2 separate regions of the Mus musculus genome follow, and region 2 is linked to region 1. Evidence: chromatin contacts called from public promoter capture Hi-C data. All regions are on one chromosome and are shown on one strand. The core of a region is the stretch at or near the end of the contact, and the rest is flanking DNA. Distances in the headings are between cores, read along the strand shown. Region 1 holds the start of Gstm7 (glutathione S-transferase, mu 7). Region 2 overlaps Gnai3 (guanine nucleotide binding protein (G protein), alpha inhibiting 3).

Region 1 (6,601 bases), core at 1,056-3,555:
GCATTCTGGAAGAGAAGTTGGATGTTCTGCAGGAAGAAGAACGGTAGGGCTCTGGGGCAGTTTCAGAAAGATGAAGTGTGATGGGGTGAAAGGAGATGAGGCAAGAAGAGGCTTAGCCAGCTGTAGACTGCCTTTTGGGAACACTTCCTTATTACTGTGAGTATCCCAGGCATGGCTCTGGGTATCTGGTTGGGAAGAGTCCCCAGGTGATGGCTCCCATCCATTTCCAGCTTACTCCACTTTTTCTCATTGTTGGAATGTGTACTATAGAAGCAATGATGATGTAAGACATAACCGAGTAGGAGACATAACCCAGGCCAGAAATGGGTGATCAGAGCTGAGAGATTCTAAACACAGTCTTTACTACCCAGCTACCGACACTGGACTGTGGAGTGTTTGTTCTAGTTGCTGAAGTTCATTGTAAGTGCCATTTGACAAGACTCTATGTTGGCAGGGTGTGTGTGTGTGTGTGTGTGTGTGTGTGTGTGTGTGTGTGTGTACAAGAGTGTGTGTGTACGTGCATGGAAGGTTTGGTTTTGTTTTAGTGCTTTTGATTTTGAGACAGTGTAACCAGGAAGACCGTAACCTTAGTCCTTCTGTCTCAGTCTCCATACTGTGTCACCATGACTCCGCCAGCAGTTCAGAGTATCATCTGTAGGTGAGCAGCGCTAAGACGTTAGATGCTAAGCAAACAGAGCAGATGAGAAGGCAAAGGTACAAGCTCTGGTTCCCCCACCTCATCCAGCCCAGAGCAGGACTCACAAAGTCAGCGTTGTAGCAAAGCCTCGCCAGCACCATGCGGTTGTCCATAAGCTGATTCTCCAGAATATCCACACGGATCCTTTCCTCCTCTGTCTCCCCACCTGTGAAAAACACAGCCCAGACTCACACTCAACATGCCACCCTGGCCAAGCCCAGCTGGTGGCCATCGGTCCCCACCCCTGCAGCCGGCCCCACTCACACAGGTTGTGCTTGCGGCCAAGGTAGCGCAGGATGGCATTGCTCTGCGTGATCTTGTGTGACCCATCGATCAAGTAGGGCAGCTGAATGGACAAGCATGGAGAGTCAGATGGGATATGAAATCCCAGAATCCCTTCCTTGGGTGAGGACAGACACGAGGCCTGGCACTCAGTGTGCCTGCCATGGAAAACCTTCTATGAAAATGCTGCTCACTGAACAGAGAGCTGGGATACAGCCCATCACAGAAAGATGGTGTGGACAACCAGGAATGCGAAGATGAAAGCCAAAGGACTGATCCCATCTGTATAAACAGGGACACCACCACCATCTCCACACCTCCCCTCTCCTGTACTTACGTTAGGAAAGTCCAGGCCCAGCTTGAATTTCTCATTCAGCCACTGGCTTTGGTCATAGTCAGGAGCTGTGGTGGACAAGATAATATGAAATCAAAGGACCCATGTGTTCAAACCCCTTTCCCAAGATTTTCCCAAGGGGTCAGAGACAAGACTCTCCAAAGCAGTGGACCTGCAAGCTGACTCACAAAGTCATACTGCAAGCTTGCAAGGATGAAGATGTTTGTAAGGGCTGTGAGCTTCTTCATCGCTAAAGCTTGTGAAAGATTTAGCCAATTGCTAGAAGAATGGAGCCCAGTTATAAATACAGAGTACACTCAAATCTTTCCTTAGCATCTTCCATTGGCAAATCAAACCACACCATCAAGGGTTTTGGAAGGGGCATGTTACAGCTCCAACAAAAAAGTGTCAGAGCTGAGTGATGAGGTTGGTTGCTGGGCAACAATGGACAGGAGTTGGGCAGGGATCTGACTAGAAAGGATGCAGTCACCATCACCCATGGTGTATCTCTTCTCCTCATAGCTTGAGTCTGTGTATTCCAGGAACAGGCGAATGGCATGGGCTAGCTGTAAGAGACAAGAGATGGTAAAATTCTTTACCCCTTCTACACGAGTCCTCATTCTCTGACCTAGTTTCACTATGTCCATGGATGGACCAGAACACACACACACACACACACACACACACACACACACACACACACACATACACAGCTGCAAGAGCATGCCTCCATTGACTGCACGGATCCTTGTCCCTCCTCCAAGTCCTACTCTGCATTCGGACCCCTCTCTCACCCCACGGATGTCCCAGTAACCCAGTGTCATGGGCATGGTGCCGAGGTCTGAACGGACAGGCTCAGTGTCAATCTAGCCTTGGCTGTTCAGAGAGCTGCCAGAAACGGATTGGCTTCGCTTTGTCAGGTCTTCAGACTGCCCTTCCCCACCTCCCAGTTCCAGCCAATACCGGCATCCAGGAACAAGGCCAGGGCCGCCCCCAGAGCCAAGGCTGCCTGAGCTCCATTGTTATGGTGGTGGCTTGGCTGAGTGCCAAGAGCGAAAGGCGGGGCTGGGTTTGCTAGCTTCTTATTGGTGGTGCTGGGTTTCCGCTGTAGGACTGCTATTTTCTACCCTCTAGTCTAGATGGCAGCAGCATTCCCCAGTGGTGACAGTTCGGAAGGCCTAGGACCTTGACAACTGTGTCCTGAGGGCAAAATTATCTTTTATACTGTGAATACTTAAAGAACGAAGAACTGGAAAACATGATAATACAAATATATTCATGAATGCAAAACAAATTTTTCTGATGAAATTTATTTCATTTAAGTGTGTGTGTGTGTGTGTCCTGGATCACATAGTAAATGATGTATCTGGAGTTTTTTTTCTGTTTTTTATTCTGATATAACATTAATCTTTGAAAAAATTCACAAAAGAAATGAGTGCCCACTTAATCACCTGTATACTGTAGCTGCTTCCTTGTTCGGGTGCCCTCCGCTAAACTCCGCCTTCCTTGGCTTGCCTTTCCCTCTCTCCTGATCTTCCCACCCCCTACCTTTGACTCTTTCCAGCATGAGTACAAAATCTTATAACCAAGAGTCATTTCATTTTCTTTCCCACTAACACCATGCCGGGGATGCGTGAGACCCTGGAGTAGCTGTGATTGATAATCACCTCTGCCGTGCTGCTTCCTGGCCAGGCTTGCACTTGGACCTGTGACTTCTGACAATTGACGGAACATGTTTCTCTTTACAGAGCCTTGAAAGCCTTGTGCCCAATTCCCGAGGAACAAGTGTTCTTTGTCTTATGTTTCTTTTTTATCCTTTTCTCTTTTGCGATGGCTTTAGAGGTTGGCCTTGGGACCCTGTGTAACCCAGGCTGGTCTTGGATTAGGCTCAGTTCTCCTGTCTCAGCTCCCGAGTGCTAAGATTAAGGACATGGAGTGCCACACCTGTCTCTTTTAGGAAGCACCGCCAACTCACTCAGATCTCAACTCTTTTAAACACGTTTTATGTTTATGTTGGTTTCATTTGGTTGTGTTAAAATGTAGCTGAGGGTGAGGAAACCTGCCTTAGTTTGAGATAGCATTGCTCTGATTTTTTTCGACCAACTTTTATTAATGTCTGATCTCAGTGACATTGTGGGGTGGGCAAGTTTCCAGCCACAAGGTACCCTTCATGTTCTAGAGACCCGGTGAAGGCTGCCTGCACTGGGAGGTGTCCTTCTTAGTCCGCTTGGACCCCTGTGAACCAGGCTCTATTAGGGTCTCCAGACAGTCCTTAGAGGCAATAGTGAAAGCTGGAATGGCAGTCAAAGCAAGTGTGACTCAAGCCTTATGGGGACCAGACAGGCTCCCATATGCAGAGACCTCACTGGGGTATACTGCAGATAAGACCTGCCTCTGTTACACACGTGTTGCAAGTACAGAGCCTAAAGATGATGGGCTCCCCCAGCTCCTCAGCACAGCACAGCACAGTCACTGCTGGACAGGACAGTGAAGCCAACTTCAGGGACGGCCACTTCAGGAGGCCACTGAGTTGAAGGAAAAGGAGCTGGGGCAAGAATGGGGCAGGGATTAGGGAACAGCAAGATGGTGCCAGAGTAGCAGGGGGATGACTGCGACTGAGACTTTAGGGCTCCCATTCTGTCCCCTCTCTGCCTGTCTTCCCACAGGACACCCTGCCACTCCTTGCCTTCACAGACACGACCATTTCTCACAGGGAACATCCTTGCTGGTTTACACAGAAACGTCCTGTAACCAGACAAAGACGTCCATGACAGGCCAGTGCAGCAGGACAGAGAGCCCAGACCTGAGCCAGGGACCCAGCAAACCCAGGATCAAATGCACAAGGGGAGGAGGGCCAGCTAAGGATGCTGAGCCAGCTCTAATTGTTCTCTTGCAAGTAGAGGTCCAACCCGCTCTCTGTGGAGCCTCAGGTCAATCTCACTGAGTCCCAAAGCTGCCTCATATCCAGCCCTGCTCCATGGGGCCATGCAAAGAGACACTGGGAGTGTTTGTTCCATCTTACCAGGAGAGCCTGCTCAGATAATTTCTGCAGGGTTCAGAGACCTACTGCTGAGGGTTATCAAGAAACCAGGTACAGTGGGCCTTGGGCTGCAGCCCTCAGCTCTCCAGTTCATCCCTCTCATAGCCATAGGAAGCTTTGCACAGCCACCAATGCTATGATTCCTGCAACAGAACCAGAGCCAAAGAGAATCTGAGAAAGAGGAGCATTTGATGTAGAAAAGACTCCAGACTGCAAACCTGTTGTGCTGGTGCCTCCAGTCCCCTACTGTCTAACAGAGTAGCTTCTGTGTGTATCAAGCGGACTCTGGGGGACCCAGGGCTGTGGAAGTAAAAGTTACTGTGATTGCCGGTAGCCAGGAGGGGCCATGACTTGCATGCCTCTTGCTCTCTGCTGGACTGAGTCACTGGATGGAAAGTCACCCACACAGCTCAATGTGCTTCACACATAGATAATCACCGAGTACCAATGAGAATACATAATCCCATCTCCCAGGTAAAAAACCAGACACCCAGAGAACGGAGAAGGAGCGCTTGAGAGGGAAGGAAACTGCCCCATTTAATGTCAGGATTGCAGTCTGCCAACTAGGGAGCTGGAGAGACGGTTCAGTGGTTAAGAGCGGTTGCTAGACAACCATGAGGACCTGAGTTCTGATCCCGGTGTCCACGTAGCAAGCTAGGCATAGGTTCAGCCCACATGTAGCCATAGCATTGAGGAGTGGAGACAGGAGCATGGCTGGAGCTTGCTGGCTAAAAGTCCATCTGAAATATGAGCTGGGCTACCAGATTCAGGTAGAGACCCTAAGGTGGAAAGTGGTAGAGAATCCCTGACAGCTTGACGAACCTCCCTGTGTGTGTGTGTGTGTGTGTGTGTGTGTGTGTGTGTGTGTGTGTGTGTGTGTGTGTGTGTGTGCGTGCGCGCATGTCTTCTACATGTCTGCTCAAATCTAGCACCAACTATATCCCCTGGGTCTCTGTTTCTCCCATTGGGGATTTAAGTCACTAAGGTAGTCTGCAGAGGGAATATGAATAGTGTCTTGTGATCCTTCATCTCAGCCCTTTAATTCAACTTCCTAAGGCCCTCGGCTGACATGTTCACCCCTCCCAAGGATCCTGGAGTGGGAAACACAGCCTATGCAATGACCTGAGTCCTCTCTTTTGGTTCAAAACAGGGGTATTCACAACCTGCTAGCCTCAGACTTCAGAGACCAACAGAGAAGTCCTGCACAGCTATCACTAGTACCAGGTTCTCAAGCAAGTGACTGAATCTCTACAGTTGGCTTCCTTATCTGACCAGTGGGACAGGTAACTCTATCTGCCTTGTGGAAATGTTCTTATGATTCATTTGACCCCAGGTTGTAGGATGTGAGCACCCCGTCCTGGAATAAAGCGATCAATGGTCATAGTTATTTTTCCTTTTGGCTCTAGATTTAGGAACAAATTGTGGAAAGAGATTCAGAGAGAAAGTATCCACTTGAGAAGAGAAGTGGTGCTCTTGGGACTGGAATGCATACAGAGGTCTGGTTTCCCTGTGCTTCTGCCGCCGACTTCTTCACTAATGTCAGAACCAGCATTTCGAGGCTTCCATGAATCATGGACTGAGTCAGAATCTCAGATGTGAGACAGGTTTGGGTTTTTTTTTTTTTTTTTTTTTTTTTTTTCACTATTTTGGCTTAAGCTCACACATGGGCAGCCCACACAATAATAGCAGACATTTAGTTCTTCACCTCAGATAAACCCAGGGTTTGGCCACAATCTCCCACAACCTGCCATCAGCCCAGTCACACATACTATTCTTGGTACTCTGTAGCACAAGATGGTGCCATTTTAGATGCTCCTGTGAGTGCCTGAGCAAACTATACTTCTATGCCTCACCTGCATAGAGGACCTTCCTGCCTTGGTTTTAGCTTGCTTTCTCTCTCTCTCTCTCTTTCTCCTTTCCATACTTGAATTATAACTTCATCTAAGGACAGGGTCGTCAGGTAGAACACATGGGTAGGGAGTTTGTCTCTCCCTCCCCCGAGGGCCCTTCCAGACAGCATAGTCCTAAACAGAGGACTTCAAGTAACCACTTTCCTATCACAAATTAACTAAGCCCTCTGTTCTTCCAAAAGCCCTTATCCAGAAATGTCCTTGGGACTTTTCAAAAAGAGATACAAACCCACACAATCTCCTTTAGTTTAGTTGGGTGGTATCAGCTGACCTTGAACCCACTTTCTCCTATCACATCATTCTCCCTCCCAGTTGTTCTCACGGGGCACCTTAGAGAA
Region 2 (7,226 bases), core at 3,721-6,220, 180 kb after region 1:
AAGATTCTGCGTGTTGCTGCCATTCCTTGGTCCTGTCATGCGTGCTGCTGACCCAAGAGACAGTAGATGACATCTGGTCTCAACACTCCTCCCTGTAATAGCTAAAAAAGAGAAGACATTGTTAATCAGAAAAACATTTACAAAGCTACCCCGCCCCCAGTGGTAACTAAACTGTCTCAAGTTTTACCTTTTACTATGCCATCCTCTCAATAAAGCCCACATTCCTTTAAGTTGTTTTTAATGATGACATCCGTAACAGCATCAAAAACAAACTGCACATTTTTGGTGTCTGTGGCACAGGTGAAGTGAGTGTAGACCTCCTTGGTATCTTTTCTTCGGTTCAGATCTTCAAACTGGCACTGAATGTAAGCAGCTGCCTCTTCGTATGTATTGGAACCTGAGGCAGACGACCAACATTGTCAAGTGTAACAGCTGCCTGCACCCAGCTAAGTTAGGCCATCAGCATTTACTTACGGAAAGCAACACCACACAACTGACTACAAACAGAATTCTGCCTCTATTTCTATTACCCTTAGGATTTTCTGCAGTCATTGGATTTTTCATAAGAAAGACTCACACGGACACTAAAACCAAACCATCATGCTCAAGGGATGAGGAAAACAAGTTTCACTTCCTCTGAGACCCTGACCTTGGAGTGACCCTGGACGAAGGGCTCCCAACAGGTAAAGCATTTATTTAAACATCATTCCAATCCTAGAGAGGCACCAGCAAAGGCAAACTAACAGATGGGGAACAAGTGGGACCCCAGTTATAGACTCTGACACCTCTCCTCACCCGGCACCGCCTTCAAACTCATGGCTTCCTACCTCGCCCTCCCAAGTGCTGGGATGCAGGCACGGTGCCCATCCACAGCCAGTAACACACTTTAAAGGATAAGTCTGTCTCAACAAGCAGCTGCTTTCTAAGGAGTAGGGGCACGAGGAGACCAACAGAAAGCCTTCTTTTTAATATATATAATTAACACTCAGTCGTCCACTTTCCACACGGTCTTAGAAACCGCCTGTAGCGTCAAGGACACTGTCAAAACAATGTACACTGTTTTCATAAACCAGAGCCTATTTTGGGTGAGATCAAGCATGGCAAGAAATATCAAGTAAGTACATAAAGAAGCCTGGGAGAAAGAAAGAACACATGAAATACAGAACTAAAGGAAGACTACTTTGTTAGGTGCCTAGAGCTCGCAACCCCCCTCCCATCTTGGTTTTTCAAGACAGGGTTTCTCTGTGTAGTCTTCACTCTCCACAAGGCTGGCATCTTATGGGAGTCAGTTCCCTCCTGTAATCCAAGTCCAGGAGCTGAACTCAGGTCATCAGGTTTGGAGGCACGCACCTTATCCGATGGGCCACCTCACTGTCCACTCCCCTTACTTTCTAAGAGATTCTGGTTCTTTTCTTTTGTATCCTTTATAAACCTTTATTTCTCTCCTGTTGGTAGCTAGTATTTGTCTCATTTTATCGTTTCTCGCCTCATTTTATAGTCATCTCTCTGGTAACTTCATTTATCTCCAATAAGTTAATTACTGCTGTTCTCAGGTTTATACATCTAAGCTAACCTTTCCCTAAGTCCCTAGTATAAGGATCACTACCAAACAGACACTTCTATCTGGTTATTCTACAGATACTTCTAAAACAACATTCCAAAATATAAATTCAGATCATAGCAAAGTATCCAACTGAGAGACTTGAGTGAAGACACCTTTGACTTTCTAATGTTTGCTGAACCTTTCACTGTATTCTCAAAAGAAAGCAGAGTCTCAGATAGTGAGAGCCCCCATCCACGGAAACAGCTCAGAGAGTCCCCTTCTCACTCTGGCCATCTGGTCACAGCTTTCATAATGGCACAGTTCTGCCATTGTTGTCTGTGATCCCTAATTTCAAATAGCCGACTGGCCCACAGCGTTTTACCTTCTTTAGCTATAACCAGAATCTTTCCCAGAGAAACTTGAATTGGAAGTCAAGCAAACCCAGTATGACCTCATTGTTTTAATGGAAGAGACACAGAAATGGTGGCAATGCCATCCTTCATCTTATAAACTGAATAGTAAAGGACATTAGTGGGGACAGAGAAGAATAGACATGGAGCCAAGGAAAGAGACAGAGATGAAGTGACCTCCTTTAGAGGTGCCTCCCTCGCACTGGCACTGACTTCACAGTCTGACTTTCACTCCTAGCCCCACCCATATCCTTGTCCTTGGCTTTTAAGATGCCATCCTGGCTCTCACTGAAAGGTTGTATCTGCATCCGAAGGCAGTCCTTACTGCCGTCCTCACTACACTGCTGCTAGACTGCTGTTCATACACCATGTGCCCAAGGCCACTTGTCACTAGCTCGACACAGGGCCAGCCTCTCCCTGCTAGTACGTTAAATTCCACAGCTGCCACATGCCCCTTCTCCATTTCTTACATGCAACTGTCTTCTCTAAATGCCTCTATTCTGCCTAATGACTTTCATTAAAAAGTTTGTTTTTATATCTCTTTGGACATATGCCAAAATTTCATGTTTGTATTTCATTTTCCTCCAAAGTGAGGACACTGATCTCTGAAGTCACACTCGAAACTTAATGGCGTTTCTTCAGATGCTTACTGCTGCGCCCACTGTGAGTGAGTGCATGAGTCCTGCATGAGTCCTGGGGCAGCTGATGGCAGCTGGGAAGCACTGACCTACGATGCACACCTCCAACAGCACCTCACGCCCTTTACCTGTGTATTCTGGATAACAGATTGTTAATGGACTCCTCTTTATTTTTTCCTCAAAAAGGTCTTTCTTATTAAGAAAGAGAATGATTGAAGTGTCTGTAAACCATTTGTTGTTACAAATGCTGTCAAACAATTTCATGCTTTCATGCATTCGGTTCTGAAAAACAAACATGGTTATGACAGATTAGCAGCAAGAATAAAAAGCAGATTAGTTCACATACCAAGAAGTTTTAAAACAACAAACTGAATTCATGGAAATAGAGTAGGTCCTAATGTGACTTGAAGCCTAGTCAGTCCTGATTTGCATAATTCTTGGGGTAAGGGGTTAAGAAGATGACAAGATGCAATCCTGTGCACACAATGTGGCTACCAAGAGCAAATGTGCAATGGAACAAGGATTTGGGAACTCTAGCCCCACTGACAAGAAAATACAGGGCATTAAGTTTTGGTTCCGTGAGCCAGCAGTGGCACCCGTCTTCCTTGAGTCACGCTCACTTCCTAGCTGTATCAGATGGACTTTCTACCCCAATCGTCAACATACCATTTCCTCATCCTCAGCCAGAACAAGGTCGTAATCACTGAGAGCCACACAAAAGATAATTGCTGTCACTCCCTCAAAACAGTGAATCCACTTTTTTCGTTCGGATCTTTGGCCACCTACATCAAACATTCTGAGTAAGGGGAAAAAAAAAAAAGCACAGATTTAGTAATGTCACACTTATAGTTATTTCTCTCGAGACTGTCGTGGTTAGAACCTCTCCATTATCACACACTCAAACCCCATTTGTAACAAAGACAAGAAGCAAATCAATGTGTCTAAACCATTGTCAGTGGTTAAAAGTATAGGCCACAGCTGAACCTCCCCCTTTCAACACAGGTGCCAAAGTCAGCAGAGTTAAGAACTAAAAAGGACTAAAGGAAGAAGAGCTCAACAGTAAGGCTTAAGATAACGGTAGCCATGACAACTGCTATTTGTTCCGTGTTTACCATGGTGCCAGGCATTACCCTAGACCATCTGGCACTCTAAGTCCTGTCTCTATATACTTTCCATAGTCCCACTCTGACTTTTAAACTGGTTTGTTCTGAATACCCACCTTGCATCTGAGCTCAAAGTTTATTTGCCTGTGTTAATGAAAAACATATGAAGAGAATTATGGGAAAAAATTAAATTTGATATCAGGCTTTAAGAATTTGAGATCTTGTGCTAGGTTTAGGAAGAATGACTATAATCTCAGCATTTAGGAGGCTGAGCTCGAAGAACAGCAAGTTCAAGACCAGCCTGCACTACACAGCAACTGTCTTAAAAGTAACTAAGTAACCAAGTATTCCCCAACACCACCAAAGCTTGCCTGGGCCTAATCATCATCATCATCATCATCAGCAGCAGCAGCAGCAGCAGCAGCAGCAGCACGGGGGTGGGGGTGGGGGTGGGGGTGGGGGTGCGGGGAGGGAAGCTGCTCACACCCTATGTTCTAATCTGGATTTGTTTTAGTCTCCTAATTGCTAAGTTTGTACCAACAGTGTCCATCCTTACTTCCTACATTGACAGGAACAGCTGTCCTACTTTGTCTTTTAGTCAATACCTGAGTCTAGATGGGGTCAGTACTCAAATGCTCACACTCTCTCAAGATCTATATCTGATAGCAATGATAAAGCTTTTTGCTACATTGCTCTAGTGAGTGAAATCTTCAGTAGCCTGGGGTCTAAATTTGCTGAGATTTTTTTCACCCCTACAGATGAGGAGAAGGAAAGTCCACGTGATTTCCCTGTAGACCAAGAGAAGGAAAGTCCACGTGACCTCCCGAATGACGTGAGCATGCATCCTCTTTCTTCCTGACCCAACCCTTCCTTTCGGGGATCTTGCTGTTCTTTGCAACCTTTGGTCTTGCATGACAGCTAAACAGATTGGCCTTAATCCAGGGTCATGTTGTAGGCTATAGAACGGCTAACATTTCACCATAAAAATCTTACAAAGACAGGCACATTAGTACACTAATAATTCCAGTTTACATCCCCATTTTCTATAACGTCCATAAGACAAAGAGATGCTATGAAGTCCCAAAGCTGGCTTTTAGTACCTAGTAACACAGTATTATTCACTAACATCAATATTGTATAAACATTTCCTCATAACTCAAAGCAATTACACAATGCCTTGCAATACTTCAGTAAATGTTTGAATAAATGGATAGTGGTTTTGCCTAGAGAAGGAAGAGAATGAAGAGGTGACAGTACTTCATACTAAGACATCTACATGCCAAAACAAAGTACTTGTGGCACTTTAATCTTGGCTACTGATCCTGGCATGGAAAGATAGTTACCTAGCTAAAGATCAACCTATGACATCAATGAAAAATGGTTTTGGTATTTAATTAGAACTGAATTACTAATTTTTTTTTTTTTTTTTTTTTTTTGGTGTTTTTGAGACAGGGTTTCTCTGTGTAGTCCTGGCTGTCCTGGAACTCACTTTGTAGACCAGGCTGGCCTCGAACTCAGAAATCCTCCTGCCTCTGCCTCCCGAGTGCTGGGATTAAAGGCGTGCGCCACCACGCCCGGCTGAATTACTAATTTTACAGTATACAGAGACACTTCCTTCCTATGGCTTCACAGGGTAATTCGTATAGCTTCTGCGGACTTTGTTAAGTAACTTCATCAGTATTTAAGATAAGCAGCCCATTTACCCGAAACCATTCATCAGGTTTCAAATCCACTTCTTTTTGTTGGTTTGTTTGTTTTGTTTTTTCGAAACAGGGTTTCTCTGTGTAGCCCTGGCTGTCCTGGAACTCACTCTGTAGACCAGGCTGGCCTCGAACTCAGAAATCTGCCTGCCTCTGCCTCCCAAGTGCTGGGATTAAAGGCATGCCCGGCACCAGGTACTTCTTAAACACTGAACACACACTAAAGGAGAAAAGGTTACTGCTAACCTCAAAGGTTACAAACACAGAAAAAAGGAACCAAAAACAGTTTTAGTAATTTTTAAAAGACTATTAACAAAAAGAAGTGCAGAGGCTTTTTCTTGGAATTGCTGGTGCTATGAGAAAATTCTCTGCAAACACTAGAATGTCCTTTACTGTCTACGTCATCATCACCTCTCTAAAACACCTCAATCCCAGGCCTATTTTGCCCTGCACTACAAACTTAATTGAGCATGATGCTGTGCATGTACAAACCCAAGGCCCCCAAGCTTAGCTCTGGCCCATTAACCTTAACGGGAAGGGGAGCCGTCTGAGAGGAGTGGTGCTGCTAAGAAATAGTCCTGTTTTACTGTCAGCACGTCAGCACGTCAGGATGAAGCCATCTATACGTTATTTTCTACCTATTTAGTACGCTCTGATCCTTCTAGCAATAGTCAATACCTATTTGGCAACTAACAAAAGCGTGCTGAAAATGTAAACAAACACAAAATGATAATTGTATAATGAATTCTAATGGTAGGTAAACTATTATTTAATTTTACATTTAATTTTCTCTAAATACTGATGCTATCTGGAGGAGAAAAATAAATAAATGTGTGGGGTGTAATCAGATAAAACATTGAGCTAATGGCTCTTAAATATTAAGTTTCTAAACCAAGGAACACTGCTTACAAAGATCTTACCCCCAGACAGAGAGGCTAACTAAGGGGAGTCAGTAAGCCAGGCATGTGGTATACACCTGCAACCCTAGCACTCAGCAGGCAGAGGTGGAAGATGCAAACTTGAGGCCACCCTGGTCTACACAGCAAGAACTAGGTCATCCAGGTTTACATCATGAGATCTTGACTCAAAAACAAAAGCAAAAAAACTTTTGGTTCTTTGTGCCAGACCCAGGCAAGAACAGGCTATGACGTACTTGAAGTAGAGTTCCTTGAAGGTGAAGTGGGTCTCCACAATGCCTGTAGTCTTCACTCTTGTCCGAAGAACATCTTGCTGAGTTGGAATGTAGTTGGTCTGGGATATTCTATCCAAATCATTTAGGTAGCTAAATAAAATGCATATTGGTTTTTACTTGGTAAAGTCAACCATGGACATGACAAATCAACAGACCAAACTAGCAGCTTGGCAAAAGTCAATTCTGTGACTGGCTAAGTACTGGCACATGTGAGGCCTAGGTTCAATCCCAAGTGCCAACAAACAACAAACAAAGGTACCCTGAAACTCACTGAAGGGCAGAAAAATATTAAATCTTCAGTATCATAGAATGAGTGAAAAAAGTGAATCAAGTATAGGGGAAATTAATAGGTTCTACACACAGTAACAAGAATGGTTTTAAATATACCGTAAAAGCAAATTTTAAAAACATGGCAATTGTATTATTGCTAAATCTAATATGAAGTGAGCTATGCACTATAGAGCAGAAAAAACAAAATCAAACTGGGATTGTGACAAAGACCTGTAACCCTGGACCCCATGAATTCCAGGTAAGTCTGGGCTACAGAGCAAGACCCATATGAAAATAAAATAACAAAAAGTTAAAAGTTCTTGGATACTTAAATTTATGTCAGCTGCATACATAACTATTTGACAGCTTC

The links. Promoter capture Hi-C pulls out the DNA fragments that hold promoters and counts their contacts.
Region 2: a promoter capture Hi-C map of liver shows a contact between it and region 1, with 3 times the contacts expected there. The contact joins the enhancer-like site here to the promoter of Gstm7 in region 1. A contact is called at or near these places in 14 of 39 promoter capture datasets (the 3T3-L1 cell line, the C10 cell line, cranial neural crest and 8 more), 3 of 484 Hi-C or Micro-C datasets (bone marrow-derived macrophages and liver), 1 of 115 datasets of contacts at active chromatin or transcription factors (embryonic stem cells) and 3 of 9 other capture datasets (adipose tissue, liver and pancreatic islet).

What each region holds. Positions count from the first base shown.
Region 1 is chr3:107,929,512-107,936,112 of GRCm38.p6, forward strand. Gstm7 (glutathione S-transferase, mu 7) reads right to left here and starts at 2,306. Exons shown (of 8, transcript NM_026672.3): 1 at 2,108-2,306; 2 at 1,804-1,879; 3 at 1,317-1,381; 4 at 962-1,043; 5 at 763-863. The coding sequence starts at 2,143.
Region 2 is chr3:108,109,216-108,116,441 of GRCm38.p6, forward strand. It overlaps Gnai3 (guanine nucleotide binding protein (G protein), alpha inhibiting 3), which reads right to left. Exons shown (of 9, transcript NM_010306.3): 5 at 6,548-6,676; 6 at 3,258-3,387; 7 at 2,720-2,873; 8 at 188-397; 9 at 1-101. The coding sequence ends at 207. Among named protein-coding and RNA genes, the nearest start is that of Gnat2, 20 kb to the left of the region's middle. Within about 2 kb of position 4,971, at least 21 of the 459 cell types and tissues checked have an H3K27ac peak or open chromatin away from gene starts, as enhancers often do. A contact at or near this core is called in adipose tissue and liver, where this site is marked.